2 separate regions of the Mus musculus genome follow, and region 2 is linked to region 1. A link is a contact called in public Hi-C data. All regions are on one chromosome and are shown on one strand. Each heading gives the region's core, a stretch centred on a gene start, on an enhancer-like site or on the middle of the called end of the contact. The rest is flanking DNA. Distances are from core to core; before and after follow the strand shown. Region 1 overlaps Fkbp14 (FK506 binding protein 14). Region 2 has its middle 57 kb from the start of Znrf2.

Region 1 (7,517 bases), core at 1,541-4,040:
GACACAGGCTCAGCCATGACAGGGACTAAGGCCTCAGACCCATGGGAATTGGCAAAGCCTCTCACCACATGGGTCAGGCTTCTCCTTCCAGTCCAAGCACCTGTGCTTAAGAAAGACTGAGCAGTGTGTAAACAAAAACTAGCAACTGTGGCTTCTTCCTCCTGGACGCTCACTGCCTGAGATTGCTCACCTACAGAAGACCTCCGACCAAGACCAGCTAACCCCTCTCCTGTGTGGAACAGAATAAGCACTGAGGATCTTGGTTGTGGAAGGAGTAGGCGTGGCTCTTAGAGCTCACATGACCGAACTTCTCACATCTGTCTATCATTTCTTCATTTGCTCACAGCTGCAGTCAGATTTCCAAAATCCAATCCACTTTGTATGCTGGCGCATCCTCAGTAATGCACTGCCTTCAGCAAGGCTCTACGGTCTAATGGTTCCAGCCTCCTAAACAGCACCAACAACAGGGGGCCGAGGGTTAAAATCCGTGAACCTCTAGGAAACATGTCTCGTTCAAACCACCACAGGAGTCACTCACAAGTTTAACTAATTGTGCAGATATTTTGAAGGGTTGCTGCTAAGACCTGGTCTTCTAATGATCAAAACCCAGCCAAACATCAAATCAGATTTGGAGTTTCACCGTTCTTTGCTGTCATAAAATGTATGCAGATACGTGTGTGTATATAGGCACTCTCTATATAAAGAGTCTATAAACTTACTCTACCACGGAGCTATATCCCAGCCCAGATTTTTTTTATGTTTCTATGTGTGGAAATCATCCACCTTGTACCATGTGCAGTTTAAAAGTGAAACTTGTTTTTAATATTCTAGTAATACTGGAAACTATTGTTTTTTTTTTTTTTTTTTTATGTGTATGAGTGTTTTTAACTTCATGTATATACACGTACCATCTGAGTGCCTGGTGTTCTTGGAGGCCACAAGGAGGGTGTCGGATTCCCTGGAACTGGAGCGTTTGTGGGTGATTAGAATGGGCGTGTGAGCGCTCGGAATCAAACCCGGATCCTATGGGAGAGCAGTCAGTGTGCCTTCCTGCTGAGCCAGTGCTCCAACCCCTGAAAACATTTTTTTGATAGTTTAAGTTTACCAGTGTGTTTTCCAGTGTGAACATCTTCTACCTGAAGTTTTAACACTGCTCACTGAAAAAGTTACTTTGTAAGCAGATTTCTATTAGGTAATTTCCAGTTCTTCAGACAGCCAAACTATTGGTTTAAATTGCTATAGGAATTTTGTCTTAACTAAAGGAACACTTATCTCTTTTTTTTTTAATTAGGTATTTTCCTCATTTACATTTCCCAATGCTATACCAAAAGTCCCCCATACCCACCCCCCACTCCTCTACCCACCCACTCCCCCTTTTTGGCCCTGGCATTACCCTGTACTGGGGCATATAAAGTTTGCAAGTCCAATGGGCCTCTCTTTCCAGTGATGGCCGACTAGGCCATCTTTTGATACATATGCAGCTAGAGACAAGAGCTCCGGGGTACTGGTTAGTTCATAATGTTGTTCCACCTATAGGGTTGCAGGAACACTTATCTCTTGCTATGAGCAATTAGGCAATCACTCTCCATTGAGAGAATTATGAAATTTCACAATGCTGCTTGGGTACTCTTCAATTTTCCAAAGACCAAAAAATCATAAAGGAAAAAAGGTTTCATTTAACATCATGTTGGATGAGTTGTGTGGCTCTCAGAACTGGGAGTAGTGCAGGGTCGTGGAAATATTTTAGTGTTTAGATTCCTTGCTACTCTTCACTTTCTTTCGTATTTTTTTACCCTGAATATAACCCTAGATCCAGGTCTTCGCTGCTTATTCTCTGCCCATGTGCCATAGATAGGCACTAGTGCTTATATGTGCACAGTCTGACATTTCAAATGTGTAGGCTTGATTTATTCCTTAGGACTGGGATTCATAGCCAGTTCACCTTTAAATTTCAAACAGCACTTTTTTTTTTTTCTCGAGACAGGGTTTCTCTGTATAGCCTTGGCTGTCCTGGAACTCACTTTGTAGACCAGGCTGGCCTTCAAACAGCACTTATATTAAAACAAAATTTGAAACAGAAATTACTGTCAAATAAGATTATTAGATAAGCTGTCCTTACTTTGAACATAAAGAAAGGGTTGCATTTTAAGAATTATGGAAATGCTTGAAATCCATAGAACGAGTGGACTGGTGGCTGCTTAGCTCAGGGGAAGGAGCAGAAGATGATGTGAGGGTTTGTTTTCAAGGCAGTGAAATAAAATGTTCTCTAACTAACTGTGTCAAAGGCTATAGAGCTAGGAGACTATTCTAAAGCTGACTGGACTAGTGAGAGCTCACAACCTGGACAGGAGAACTCCCTTCTACTCCCATACTTGAGACATAGTAACAGAAAGATGAGGATTTCAAGGCCACCTGAGCTATATACCAACTCTCTCTCTCTCTCCCTCTCTCTCTCTCTCTCTCTTTGTGTATGTGTGAGAGAGAGTGTGAGAGAAGAGAAGGGAGAAAGAGAGGGAGAGAGAGGGAGAGAAGAGAAAGGAGAGAGGGAGAGAGAGAAGAGAAAGGAGAGAGAGTGAGAGAAGAGAAAGGAGAGAGAGAGAGAGAGAGAGAGAGAGAGAGAGAGAGAGAGAGAGAGAGAGAGAGAAAGGAGAGAGAGGGGTTGTCTTTACTTTGTGATCCACTTGGTTTAATACAGGCTACTCACATGAGCTCAAGTGTGGAGCTGTCCACAAAACCTGACTAATTCCTGTATCACTGAAAACAATGACTCCCTGTGCTTCGGCATGCCCTTCCCCTCCCTTCCCACACACTGCTAACTCCCCCGGGTGGGAGGAGGAAGAGGGGTTGCTGGGAGTGAGAAGATAGGAGGGTGGAGGGACGAACATGACTAGAATGCATTATATGCATGAACAAAATTGTCAAACAAATTAATTAAAATAAAACAAGGACTATTGTGCAGTGCACCGAGCATTGGGGACAAAACTACTGCACTACCTATTAACTCTAAACTAAAAATAACTCAACTCTCCAAAAAAGAAATATTAGAAACCCAATGAACACCACTTAACTCTGAGGAAATAAACCACTAAGATTTAATAGCTTTGGAGATACTGTTGCCATAGCAATAAAATGTTAGAAAAAAAAACTCAAGCAGTTGATTTACTGCTCAGTCTTAATGTAAGAATCACTTAACTTCAGCAAGCTGCTTAATTCTCTTTAAAGACTAGGACACAAAGCAGAAAGCCTTAGCTACTTCCACAGGAGGCAAGGGAAAAAAAGTCGGGCATCTTGTGGAAAGCGGTACTTTATAAAATTCAGTAAAAATCATACAGGAGAGAAAAACAATTTAAGGATTATCGAAAAGGGTATTTTTACTCATATTTGTTCTTACATTTCTCCTGGTTATTCTACATAGTTTAATTCCTTCTGTGTTTCTCTCTGTGTCTCTCTGTATCTCTGTCTCTCTCTGTCTCTCTATCTCTGTGTGCGTGTCTGTCTCTCTGTCTCTCTCTGAGTATGTGTGTCTGTGTGTCTGTGTGTCTATGTATATTGGCACTTGCCTGTGTGTATTGGTATGGAGAACAGAGCTTAATTTAATTTTGGGTCTTTCACTATTGCTCTCCACTTTATTTGTCTGTCTGTTTACTTTTTTTTTTAACTTATTTAATTGAGGCATAGTCTCTCTCTGAACCCGGAGCTTATCCTTCCAGCTAGACAGGCTGGGAATCCACCTGTCTCTGCCATCTCTTACTGCTGGACCACCAGATGTACACATGTCCTTTCCATGGGTGTTGAAGATTCAAACTCAGTTCTTTGTGCTTGCACATCAAGCCTCTTTCCCTCTGTGCCATCTCCCTTCCCCAAAAATTTAACTGTTAACTTAAATTTAGCTGCTGACAGGCCACCTGAAAATCACCTTAAACAGACTGAGTTTGGCAGAAAAACAACACCTAACAATTCCAGAAGACACATGATCCCATAAGAAGGAGCCCCAGATACAAAGTGGACCATTATATTCCAGTCTCCTAAATAGGGGCAAAAACCATACTCAGGGCTCCATTAACATAACTTGCACAGGCAAGAATAGAGCTGGCAAATAAATGAAAATGTCTCTAAGAAGTTGGAACGGTCCACAAAGGGTAAGTCACCTTACTCTCCTCCCTTGTGATGATGAAAGTGGCCCTTGATGTCTTGCTTTGCATTTTGCTCATGCCCATTTTACGGCAACTGTTTACTGAAGAAATTATCTGTTTCCTACTACAGTATGGAAATTTCAATTAACGAAATTACTTTTATAAGTTCCCAGAAATCCCCTAGTGGGGGATAATGTAGCTGTCACCAGAGACTAACAGGACCCCATTTACTTTATCTGGATTGCTGGGAAAAGCCTGGCAAAGGTCTTGTGTGATTTCTCTTTAAGTCGTAAAACAAAATTGATGTGAGGCTAGCTTGCAGGCACTTAAGGTTGGTTTATCTACTACGGGCTGACTCGATGCACTAAAGCCATCCCTCGTGTATCAGAACTGTTACCAGCAGCACAGGAACAGAGAGAATTGGTAAGCAAAGGTTCCCCCAGGTGATTGCTAAGCCTTGCAGATCTTTCAGTCTTCTGGGTGGTTTTGACCCTTTCTTTAGCAATGATCTAAGTAAATGAAAAGTACTGCCCAAGCTAAGGGAGAGATAGCATGTCACCACTGCCATGTCACTGAAGGAAAACAGCTGCTGTTAGCATAATTTACATGTGATTAAAACACAGAAATATGGCCTAAGAATGGAATGATAGATGCTAAGGAACACAGGGAATTTTATCTGCACCATAAGGTTGCATTTTAGAGAGAGGGAATCATGTACCAAAGAAACTCCCAAATTATTATATTTAGTATAGAATGCCATGCATGTCTCACGTTACAGGTTGGATATCCCTTACCACAATGCTCTACATCTGAAGTATTTTAGATTTCACACATGATTGTAAAGGGGCCGGGGAGGTGGCTCTGCGGTTAAAAGCACTGGATGCTCTTCAGAGGACCCAGGTTTAGTTCCCAACACCCACCTGGTTGATGGCTCACAACAGTATGTATCTCCAAGTAGAGTTCTAGGGGACCTGATGGCTGCCCTCTTCTGGCTTCTGAGGATACTAGGCACACTTCTGGTACCCATATACACATGGGGTCAAAACACCTATACATGTAAAATAAAAATAAAGAAACCTTAAAAAAATATTTCTAAAGTCTTTTTTACCAGTACAGCATCTCTAACCTGAAAAGCCCAAACCCCAAATGCTCCAAGTCCTAAATGTTTTAGTATCAAGTTATACACTCACAGACACACACATACACAGATGTTCACATACACACACCACATTAAAAGAATAATTCATTTTGCTGTTAATCTGATTTTGCATTCTTCTAAAGATGTGCTACAGCCAGAAAGAGGCAGGGCCAGCTCTGCACAGCCCTGGGACACCATCATGGCCCCAGGTAGCAGCCCTGACCAGGGATGTCTGCATGGCCTTTGGTGGTAGCATGGGCTAGGGACATAGGCAAAGACCTCCACTGCTACTGGGCCATGGACCCAGAAAGGGCCCTTGGCAGCAGCATGGTCCAGGGCATTACCATGACCTCAGGTGGCAGCATCAGGCTGTTCCTCACCACCCTCGTGTCTCTAGTTTTGCCTTTCATAGTGCATAAACGGCTCTTCTTCTCTTTCTCTTTCATCTCTCCACCACATACTTGCTCATCACAGTGACATCTGGACCTCTAGGCATCTTTTGCTTCTGTGGTGGCGACTGGAGAGCAGGATGCAGCTCTCTGGTCCAATAGGACCACTTTTAAGTGCTTTGTATCTCTTGAAAAGAAGTGATCCCACCACCACCCCTTCCAGGGTTTTCACAACAGTGCTAATTTTCTCTTAAAATGAAACATGAAAGAAATTTCTCCATAACAAGTCACCAAATCAACTCCTCCTTGGTATTCTCAAACAAGAATCCCCCTCCCCCACCACACACACACTGTTCAGTTCTGTAGCGAGAGGGACCATGAGGAACTCTAAACTCGTGGATGTAATTTTACTTCATGAATAAGTACAATTCATTCGCACAAAGCAAAATCCCAAACAGCTAATTGCTTCATCTGAAGCAGAAATGATTGTTTCTTGTTATTTGTGCAAAGCCAGCATTCCATGTAATCACATAAAGCATTTGATAACACTGATTCCCCAATAGGCAGAGATCATGTCCACCTGCTACACACACAATAACGTGTCAAACCTAAACAACAATGGTAACACCTCCTCTCCTGCCCTCTCCTGCCCTCTCCTGCTCCGCCTCCCCCATAAGGCCTGTGCGAAATTCACAATCAATTTCTGCCCTTAATGCTCAAGGTTTAATGCAAATTGGAAACAACTGCTTTCATGACAGACCACCACAGAGCAGCAGCTCAGAGACAGACCATGTCACTCCACCCATCTCCAGAGACTGCCCATCTTTTTGCCATGAATACTAGAATAAAACTGGAGAGGAACTAGGGGTGTAGGTCAGTGGCTTAGCATGCAGAAGGCCCAGTCCTCAGCGGGGACAAAAAGGGAGGGAGGAGGGGCAAAGCTGCTTTAATAGTGTTCCTTTTTCAAAAAATCAGGGTAGAGGGGATGAGTGAGGGTAAAACACCTGCCTTGAACATCTGGGGACTAAAGTTCAGCTCCCCAGAACCCACATTAAAAACAAAAAAAGCCACTGTGCAAAGTGGTTTACCTATAACCCCACTACATGGGAGGCAGAGATGGAACCTCTGTAGCAAGCAGGCTAGCCAAAACGAAGAGCGAAGACCAAAGAGAAGAGCAGGAGGTTCCGAGAGGCCCCACCTCCATGCATGAGGTGAGAAAACCTAGGAAGGCACATGTACCTGCACACACTCTGGGCCCCCACATATGTGAATATATATACACAAACACCACACACATGTATGCACATGTACAAAACTAGTTATTTCCCAAATAAACTTTATTTTCAAAAAGAGTGTCACAATAGACATAGAAATTTAAATATTACACAGAGAGCAGCTAGGAGTCAAAGTATATACATGTGAAGTCACATTTGGTGTTTGACTATTCCCACTAATGGGAGGGTGCAAAGGCATTGCTATACACAATGGCAGATGGCTTTAACAACCATTTTCTCCAGGTATGTCTTTCTTTCATACTTCTGTTTGAAAGTTTAGCTGAGATCTGATAAAAATCCATGTAATTGAGTGGTCAAGATTCTTTCTTCTTCACTGCTCCAGCGCAGATGGTGGTGGCAGCTTGGAGCAAAGCAGCCTTCAAGACACACCACTGGTCTACGACACTCACTGGCTTTCTCACAACCTCCCCAGAAAAATGCAGGTGGCAACAGTTACAGTTACCCCTGACATCTTCAAGAACAAGCCCTTGAGTAATTCTCGCCAGTAACAATGTCAATGCAGAATTCGTGTTGCAATACAATGTCTACAAACAACAGGAAGTGACAGGAACAGGTGAACTTA
Region 2 (7,517 bases), core at 2,946-5,445, 190 kb after region 1:
GGAAGGGTGATGTGGAAGAAGGAAGGAGAGAGGCCAGGGGGGACGCTTGGGAGGGAACAAAGGATGGTGTGGTGGTCCCAGGACTTCACCTGCCAGAACACAGACGCCACCCCCACCCCACCCAGGACAGCAGTCTGAGTGGACCAGGAGAAGAGAATGATTTTGTTCTCCTATTTTGCAAATGAGTAAACTGAGGTTTAGAAAAGTATATGCTGGATTATTTTTTTACAATTAATATTTTTAAAGATTTATTTATTATTATACATAAGTACACTGTACCTGACTTCAGACACACCAGAAGAGGGCGTCAGATCTCATTATGGGTGGTTGTGAGCCACTATGTGGTTGCTGGGATTTGAACTCAGGGCCTTCTGAAGAGCAGTCAGTGCTCTTACCCGCTGAGCCATCTCTCCAGCCCCCCTGGATTATTTTTTTTAACGATGTCAAGTTACTTTGAGGTTGTAGTTCATTGCTTCTGTTATAGCAAGTCACCACCAGCTGGGTGGATTTATTGAGAAAATAAACTTATTTCTCCCAATTCTGGAAGCTGGAAATTCACATTGGAAGTGCTAGAGTTTCAGTGTCTGGTGAAACTAGATCTTTGCTTCTAAACCGATTCCTTGAATGCCATCTCACATGTGGCAGAAGAACAAAAAGGGTCTCCCCTTTTTTTAATGGACCCCCTCAATCTCTGTAAAGTTCACCAATTCCATTTATGTGTTTGCATGTATTTATTTATATGCACATATTATTATATGTATGCATGTATTTATTTATATTTTGGGCACAGGAGAATCAGACCCAGGACCCCGTTGCTCAACCATTGAGCTGAGGCAGGTAAATATAAAGGTAGCTTAGCAACAAGCGAAGGCTCCCGGTGGTTTGAACTAGACACGCACACACAGTTCATTTGCCAGTCTGAGACTCTCCACCTGCCCGGAGCTGCACATTCACCTGCTCAGACAACGCAACAGATAGCTCTTCTGTAACAACTTCTCGTTAACTCCCCTTTTGTGACCAAACGCATCCTAAAACTAAGGAAAATTAATGGCTCCACCCTGAACTGGTCTGGGGTATGTGTGCAGCAAGGCGAAGAGCTTCTTTGAATAAACTTCCAGGGGAAACTCCCTATTTATCATCTTAGGCATGTGCATGGCTGGGTGTGCATATGATTAAATCAGATGCATCAAGGGAAAGGGCCTGTACAGTAAATAAAGACTTACATAACCCAAGCCTGTTAATCCAAACAGAAAACCACCCACACCCCACTCCCAGAAACCAACTCCTCTCCCTCCTAATCCCTGTAAAGCCTGAGGCTCCAAAGAGTAACCTGCTGCTCTAAACGCAGCCCCTCTGTGGCCTGCTGCTCCCTGCGACAGTTTCTGCAGTTTGTCTGTGAAGAAAACGTCTTGCTACTTTGTTATTTCCGCGCACCTCTTCAACTTTTTAAATACCATTATCAAGAACCAGGAAATAGCCAGTTAGCATAGCTACAGCATCCAATCATTCACAAGTATTTCGTGAATACCTGTGACTTACTGTAAAGATTTCCCCAACTCTTTGCACTATTCAGTGATTATTCAATCAAAGACTTTTGGGGAAATACATCCATTCAAAGCCATAGCAGCTATGAGCTTAAAGTCTGAATAAGTCAGTGTGTAGCAATACTTGTTTCCTCTGTGTCTGCTCTTGTCAAGGGCTGAGAGGAATACTGGGATTCTCTGCGGCACACTTCTGTCATGGTGCCCATGGAAACAGAAATCAGAGGGATCGTCAAGCTGTGCTGGGCTGAATTCCAGAGCCTGGGTGTCAGGAGAGAATGCTGTCCTCCATTCACATAACCCACAGTTCCTCAGATAAACCAAGCATTTCCCCAGCCTCCTGGGTTTCTTCACAAGAGCAAAAACAGCAGACTCCAAAGCAACTCCCCTCCTTCACCAGGAGTTTCCCCTCCTTCACCATAGCGGTTTTATCTACACCAAGAATTCAGTTTTTGTCCCTTCCATGGGCTGAGTTGTGTCCTTTACAGAGATATGTGAAAGTCTTAACTTCACTTGCAAGTTAAGATAAGTCGATAAGTTAAGATTGTAGATAGATCGGCTAAGATGAAGTCATTTGGAAATAAGGTGAACCTCTAATGCAGTACTAGTATTCTTATTAAACAAACAAACAAACAATAACGACTAAAACATGACAAGACAGAAAGGTCAAAGGCTACAAGCCCAGACCTACTTGGACCTGCTAGACACATCAGAAGCAAGGGGACACAGTGCAAAATGTTCCCACCCAGAGTTTTCATCAAAAACTATGTTGGTATTCTGTCTGGAATGCACCCCCACAGTTATTTGGAAGCAGCCAGGTAGGCCTGGCCCACTATAAAAGGGGCTGCTTGGCCCCTCTTCCCTCTCCTGCCTCTCTATTCTCTCCCTTTCTCCTTGTTCCCCCTCTCTCTCCATTGCCTTCCCCCCCGCCCCCCCCCACACACATGTTCATGGCCAGCCTCTACTTCCCTACTCTCTCCTGCTCTCTGCCTTTCTCTGCCTCTACTACCCTCTTAACTCCCCTCCCCATGCCCTGAATAAACTCTATTTTATACTATACCGTCTTGTGGCTGGTCTCTCAGAGAGAGAGATGCTTTGGCATAGGCCCGCCAAGCCCCTTTCCCCTACACCCGCATAGAACGTATATTATACCCTTTCTCTTTTTGTGATCATAACAAACTAGACTCGCGTCCTCCAACCCCCAGCCTCTAGAAACTCGAGGGAATAGGGTTTTGCCGCTTTGAACCACTCGGCTTATGTTAACTTCTTAGGACAGACTTTTGCAACTGCACTCACTTTGAACAGAGCTGGACCCTAGACAAGAATGAACTATTTGTGACTATGGCTAAAAGAAGTAGCGACTGGGCTGACCAAGAGATGGTTCTGGTTCTGGAACTGCCTGTTCCCTGCAGACATGACTGATGGGTTGTGGTTCTCTTCCCACAGGACCAGGCTTGCAGAACTTCTCAACATCTGTTGTTTCAGGCTGTTGACAAACGCCTGAGACTCCAGTCCCCTTCTATCCATGAATTAACACTTTCTCTCGGTGTTCAATAGCTACCAGGTAGAGTAAACCATTAGAAAATTTACGTGGCAAGAGAAAGAAGTATTCATCAGGAGTGGGAGACGGTTGCTAGGCAAGGGGAAGGTCAAAATGACCTGGGAAAGTATGGTGAGCGCAGGGGAAAACAACATCATGAATAACTAGCCGAAATCTTTGCTCCTGTTGGTTCAGTTAAAAACAAAACTGGTTTTACTTTTAAGGGGAAAAGAAGAGACCTCTGATCTTCAAAGTGTCTGCAGACACAAAGAGTTGGTGCCATGTGCACAGTTAAGGTTGTGTTTTAATTTGCAGCAGGATCCTCCGGGGTGTGTAAAGCCTGTGTTTACTGCAAGCCTGTCAGGCACCTGGTGGGAGTGACTGAGTCAGCTGTTCTCCTGGGTCTGCCTTTCCTATCACTGTTGCTCCACTGACACCAATCTCAAATGAACTTTAAACAAAGAGTCTCCACACTACACCCACTTAGCTTGCCGGCACGTGGCGTCTCCGTTGTCACGTTGCTGTCTGTCCTCAGGTCTTTGGAGTGAGCCGAATCCGACTTTTATCAGCCCTTCTGTCTCCGTGTCTGTCATCTTTGCACCATTCACACTGACTTTTTGTGTTTGCTGCTTTGCCCCTCCTCCCACCTCCTGTCACTTCCTAGCCTCTGTTATTTACATTACATTAACTATGCTAATTAAACAGATGAAACACTTCCTTATTCAGCTTTGACTTCGCAGTTCCTGAAGCTGAGAACTGGCTTTGTTTCCTACAGGTTCTTCTAACACCCAGTTTTGCTGCTGTGGCAGAAAGCAGGAGCACTCCAGATGGAAGCCGCCCCCACCCCCATTCCCCACCCCCACCCCCACCCCCCTTCACTCCAGTCCTCTTACTCTCTTTACCTCCTTTCCCCTTTGAAGATAAAAACACTAAGTGACATTTACTATTTCAAACCATCTTTAAAGGTATCATTCCGGGCCATTAGGCATATTTACAGTGTAACTATTAACATTATCTGTTTCCAGAAATCTTTCATCATCCCAAATAGAAACTCTTGGTTGGCTCCAACACCACATTCTGGCTCCTCTTCGCTGCCTCCTTTGCCCTCTTCCACCACATGTTGCTGCTTTGGCTTGATGTGGTCTGTCCTGACTCAAGCCTCCATTCTAACACAACAGACCTGGCCTCCAGGTTCTCCCAGCATCCCTCAGTCCCTACCTGGCATACCCTGTTCCCAGTCTTGAACTTTCCAGCCTAGGGGTGGGCTGCCCTTCACCCACAGGCTCCTCCCTATATATTCCAGACATTTTGGCCTTCCTCTCCTCCTCTTCCTCTCTCTTCTCTCCTCTCTCTGTTCACAGCCTTTCTCTCTTTCTCATCCCTCTCCTCGCCCCTCTCCCCATGGTGACACCCCTGACCTCAATCCTTGGAGCCAGTGAACTTGCCTGGGAGCAGCTTCCCAACAAACCTGCCTTTAATATAGTCTAATCTGGTTTGAATTGGCTCATTTCACCAGCTTCGGAGAAATTACCTATCCGAAGTGTGCTTCTCTATGGTGTTTTCACACAGCTGTGTGATTACACTTTATTCTTTCCCCTTCCCCACACCCCTTCTCCATGCCAGACCTTACTGGCCCCTCCCTTCTGCTGCTCTGTCACAGGTAATGATCATTTTAAATGGCAATGACCTGAATAAACAGTGCTGCCAGAGACCCAACTATATGTTACACATAAGAATGGAGAAAGATAAAGCATGTTAACAATAATCAAACTTCGAGAATTTCCAACAAGCTGCCTATGGTGACATATGCCTGTACTTGGAAGGCCCAGGGAGGACAATTACTAATTAGAATCTAGGCTGGGCTAGTTTCAGGTGAGCCTGGGCCAGAGCCTGCCTCAAAACAGTCTTCATGCAACTAAAATGGCATATTAGACCCTGCATCTGAGTAAGCGGATTACAAAAATAAGTAAAGGGATTGGTTTGAAAATAACAATATAAATCTCCTTCTTCTAAGAGAAAGGCAGAAATAATCAGAGGTGGGAATTTCTCTTCAGAAGAGGTGGGCCACTGGAGTCCCCAGTTGAGATACAGAGGCCAGGTGACCAACATAAATGGTAGGTGCCAGCACAATGCTCCCATAGGCAGTGCTGTGAAGAGAGATCTGGGTTGTGGGAAAGCCACCAAGGACTGGACAGGCATGCACGGATTGCAAACTGGAGCAGGGTAGGTGCCAGAGTGAAGTCGCAGAAATGTGGCCAGAAAACCTAAAGCCCAGACCTGGAGCTATTTGCCATAGCCCAAACCAGTGCCAGGAGGATGCTGTGGAATCCAGTGTAGGGGCCTGAAGGCCACAGGGATGCTCAGATGGGCAAGCCTTGCGTGTCTCCCCAGAGTCTCCATCACAGAGAGGCTTGAGTGTCAGCAAAATGGCAGAGGCGAGACTGTAACTTGCTGGCAGGCGGTCTCAGATCAGGGAGTTTAGGCAGAAGTGGATATCAGCCAATGGAACCCTCCTCTGATAGGACATGCTGACCTAACTTGTGGGCGGGGAGTTACTAAGCCTAGCACTTCCCCCTGTCCACAGGCACCCCAGGAGACCCATGCAAAGGATGGTCCAAGGGCACAGGAAGCATCCCTGTGTGGAAGAATTGCTAAGGCTCAGTGCCTTCTAACATTACTGCGTATTTTTATTTAACTAAATACTTGGAACTTGGGCCGAGTAAACAACCTTTAGCTGTGAGCTTGTTGAATTTTAGCTGACCCCTGACCACAAAGCCTTCCTGGTGGTATCCTCCTTTTCTAGTTTGCAGTTTTGCTTCTCCATCCTCACTCCTCTGACCTGCCTTCCCATTTGTCCTTTACCCCGAGTACTCGTCTGTCCTCACTTCACTGTTTAGATACCCATACCTTTATCTCTAAAGAAACTGTGACAATCTTCTCCTCTGCACACGTACCCAGGTGCCAGTGTCTCACAACCTTATCAGAGACACAAGTGAAGCCATCAACACCAGTGCCACTGGCAAACCACTGTGTCACTGTTAGCATTTGTCTAAGCTCTGCCCCCACAGTTACTGGCAATAGCCAGGTGTGCCTGACTCCACCTACTCTTGCTCTTGCCTTCTTAGGCCAAGCCCACTCTGCCCATTTCTCCCCTTCCCCCCTCTCTCCCCATTCCCCTCCCTCCTCTCTCATGGCCGGCCTCTCTTTCTCTCTCTCTCTCTCTCTCTCTCTCTCTCTCTCTTTCTCTCTCGACCTCCCCCCGCCCCGTTCTTTGTCTCTACTACCCTCTCAACTCCCCTGCCCACGCCCCGAATACACTCTATTCCCTACTGTACCATCCTGTGGCTGGTCCTCAGAGGGAAGGGGTGCCTCAGCAAGGGCCCACCAAGGCTCCCCCTCCCCCCACACCTGACTACACCTCCACCAAAACACACTCCTTCTCCCTTTATCTTTTTTATAAACAGTCACCACTGTACCCCCACCCCACCCCTGCCACATACACACACACACACACACACACACACACACACACACACACACACACACAGCAGCAGCAGCAGAATTCCAAGTGAAGGCAACTCTCCAAAAAGACTCATAGATGAAACAAATAGAAAGAGTAAGAAACAGGGAAGATAAAACTGCAGAACACAGTCATCCCAATAGATGCACCAAACACAACCAGGAAACCCAAAATCACATGAGACGACCTTCCGTGACAGCTGCACAGGCTCACAACTCAACTATGAAAACCAAAGATGTCAAGAACCTGAAATGCCAGGAAGATGCAGAATTCCGTCTCTCAAAAACACTACGGGCCATATAGGTGATTCGGGTAAGACAATGAAATAAGGGGATTAATTCAGGACCTAGAGAAGAGTGTTACTGGTGTGGGTGAAACCATCGGTAATGTGAAGGATAAATTCAAAAGGGGAAGATAAAGAGCAAGGGAATTGAAATGCTGAGAAAACTGAACAGAAGCTCTGGAAAGGAAAGAAGCAGTCAGTCAAACAAGAAACACGGCAGAGCCACAATCAACACACAGGCAGAAAAGTGAATGTCAAGAGGGAGGCCAGGGAGAGACAATCCACAAAGAAAAAATGCATTGACCAAAGTTCAGAAGCTTCAAGACTCACTCAACTAACCATAGCCAAGAATTTATGGGGTAGAAGAAAGAGCTGAACAAAGTCTAAAAGAACAGGCACTTTATTCTGTGAAAGGTATAGCAGTACACGTGCGCGTGCTGCGTGCACACACACACACACACACACAAGCACACAATTTAAAGGATATGGTTGTGGGGCTCCCTGCAGGCATCAGGGCAATCAGGAAAATGAACTGCAAAGAAGTGACAATAAAAACTCAGTTCAGCCTGACCTAGCCAACCAGATTGGACCAAACTTCTAGGAAATCTGATGCCAAGAAATTTATTGCCAGCA

Evidence for each region. Hi-C and Micro-C count contacts between places; a contact is called where the count stands out from the background.
Region 2: a contact with region 1 is called in a Hi-C map of uterus, with 2.4 times the contacts expected there. The contact joins two enhancer-like sites. A contact is called at or near these places in 3 of 484 Hi-C or Micro-C datasets (nephron progenitors and uterus), 1 of 115 datasets of contacts at active chromatin or transcription factors (pancreatic cancer cells) and 2 of 9 other capture datasets (adipose tissue and pancreatic islet).

The regions. Positions count from the first base shown.
Region 1 is chr6:54,570,626-54,578,142 of GRCm38.p6, forward strand. Fkbp14 (FK506 binding protein 14) reads right to left here. Exons shown (of 4, transcript NM_153573.2): 4 at 6,980-7,517. Among named protein-coding and RNA genes, the nearest start is that of Scrn1, 8.0 kb to the left of the region's middle. Within about 2 kb of position 2,791, at least 22 of the 459 cell types and tissues checked have an H3K27ac peak or open chromatin away from gene starts, as enhancers often do. A contact at or near this core is called in uterus, where this site is marked.
Region 2 is chr6:54,756,561-54,764,077 of GRCm38.p6, forward strand. No RefSeq gene overlaps it. Among named protein-coding and RNA genes, the nearest start is that of Znrf2, 57 kb to the right of the region's middle. Within about 2 kb of position 4,196, at least 141 of the 459 cell types and tissues checked have an H3K27ac peak or open chromatin away from gene starts, as enhancers often do. A contact at or near this core is called in uterus, where this site is marked.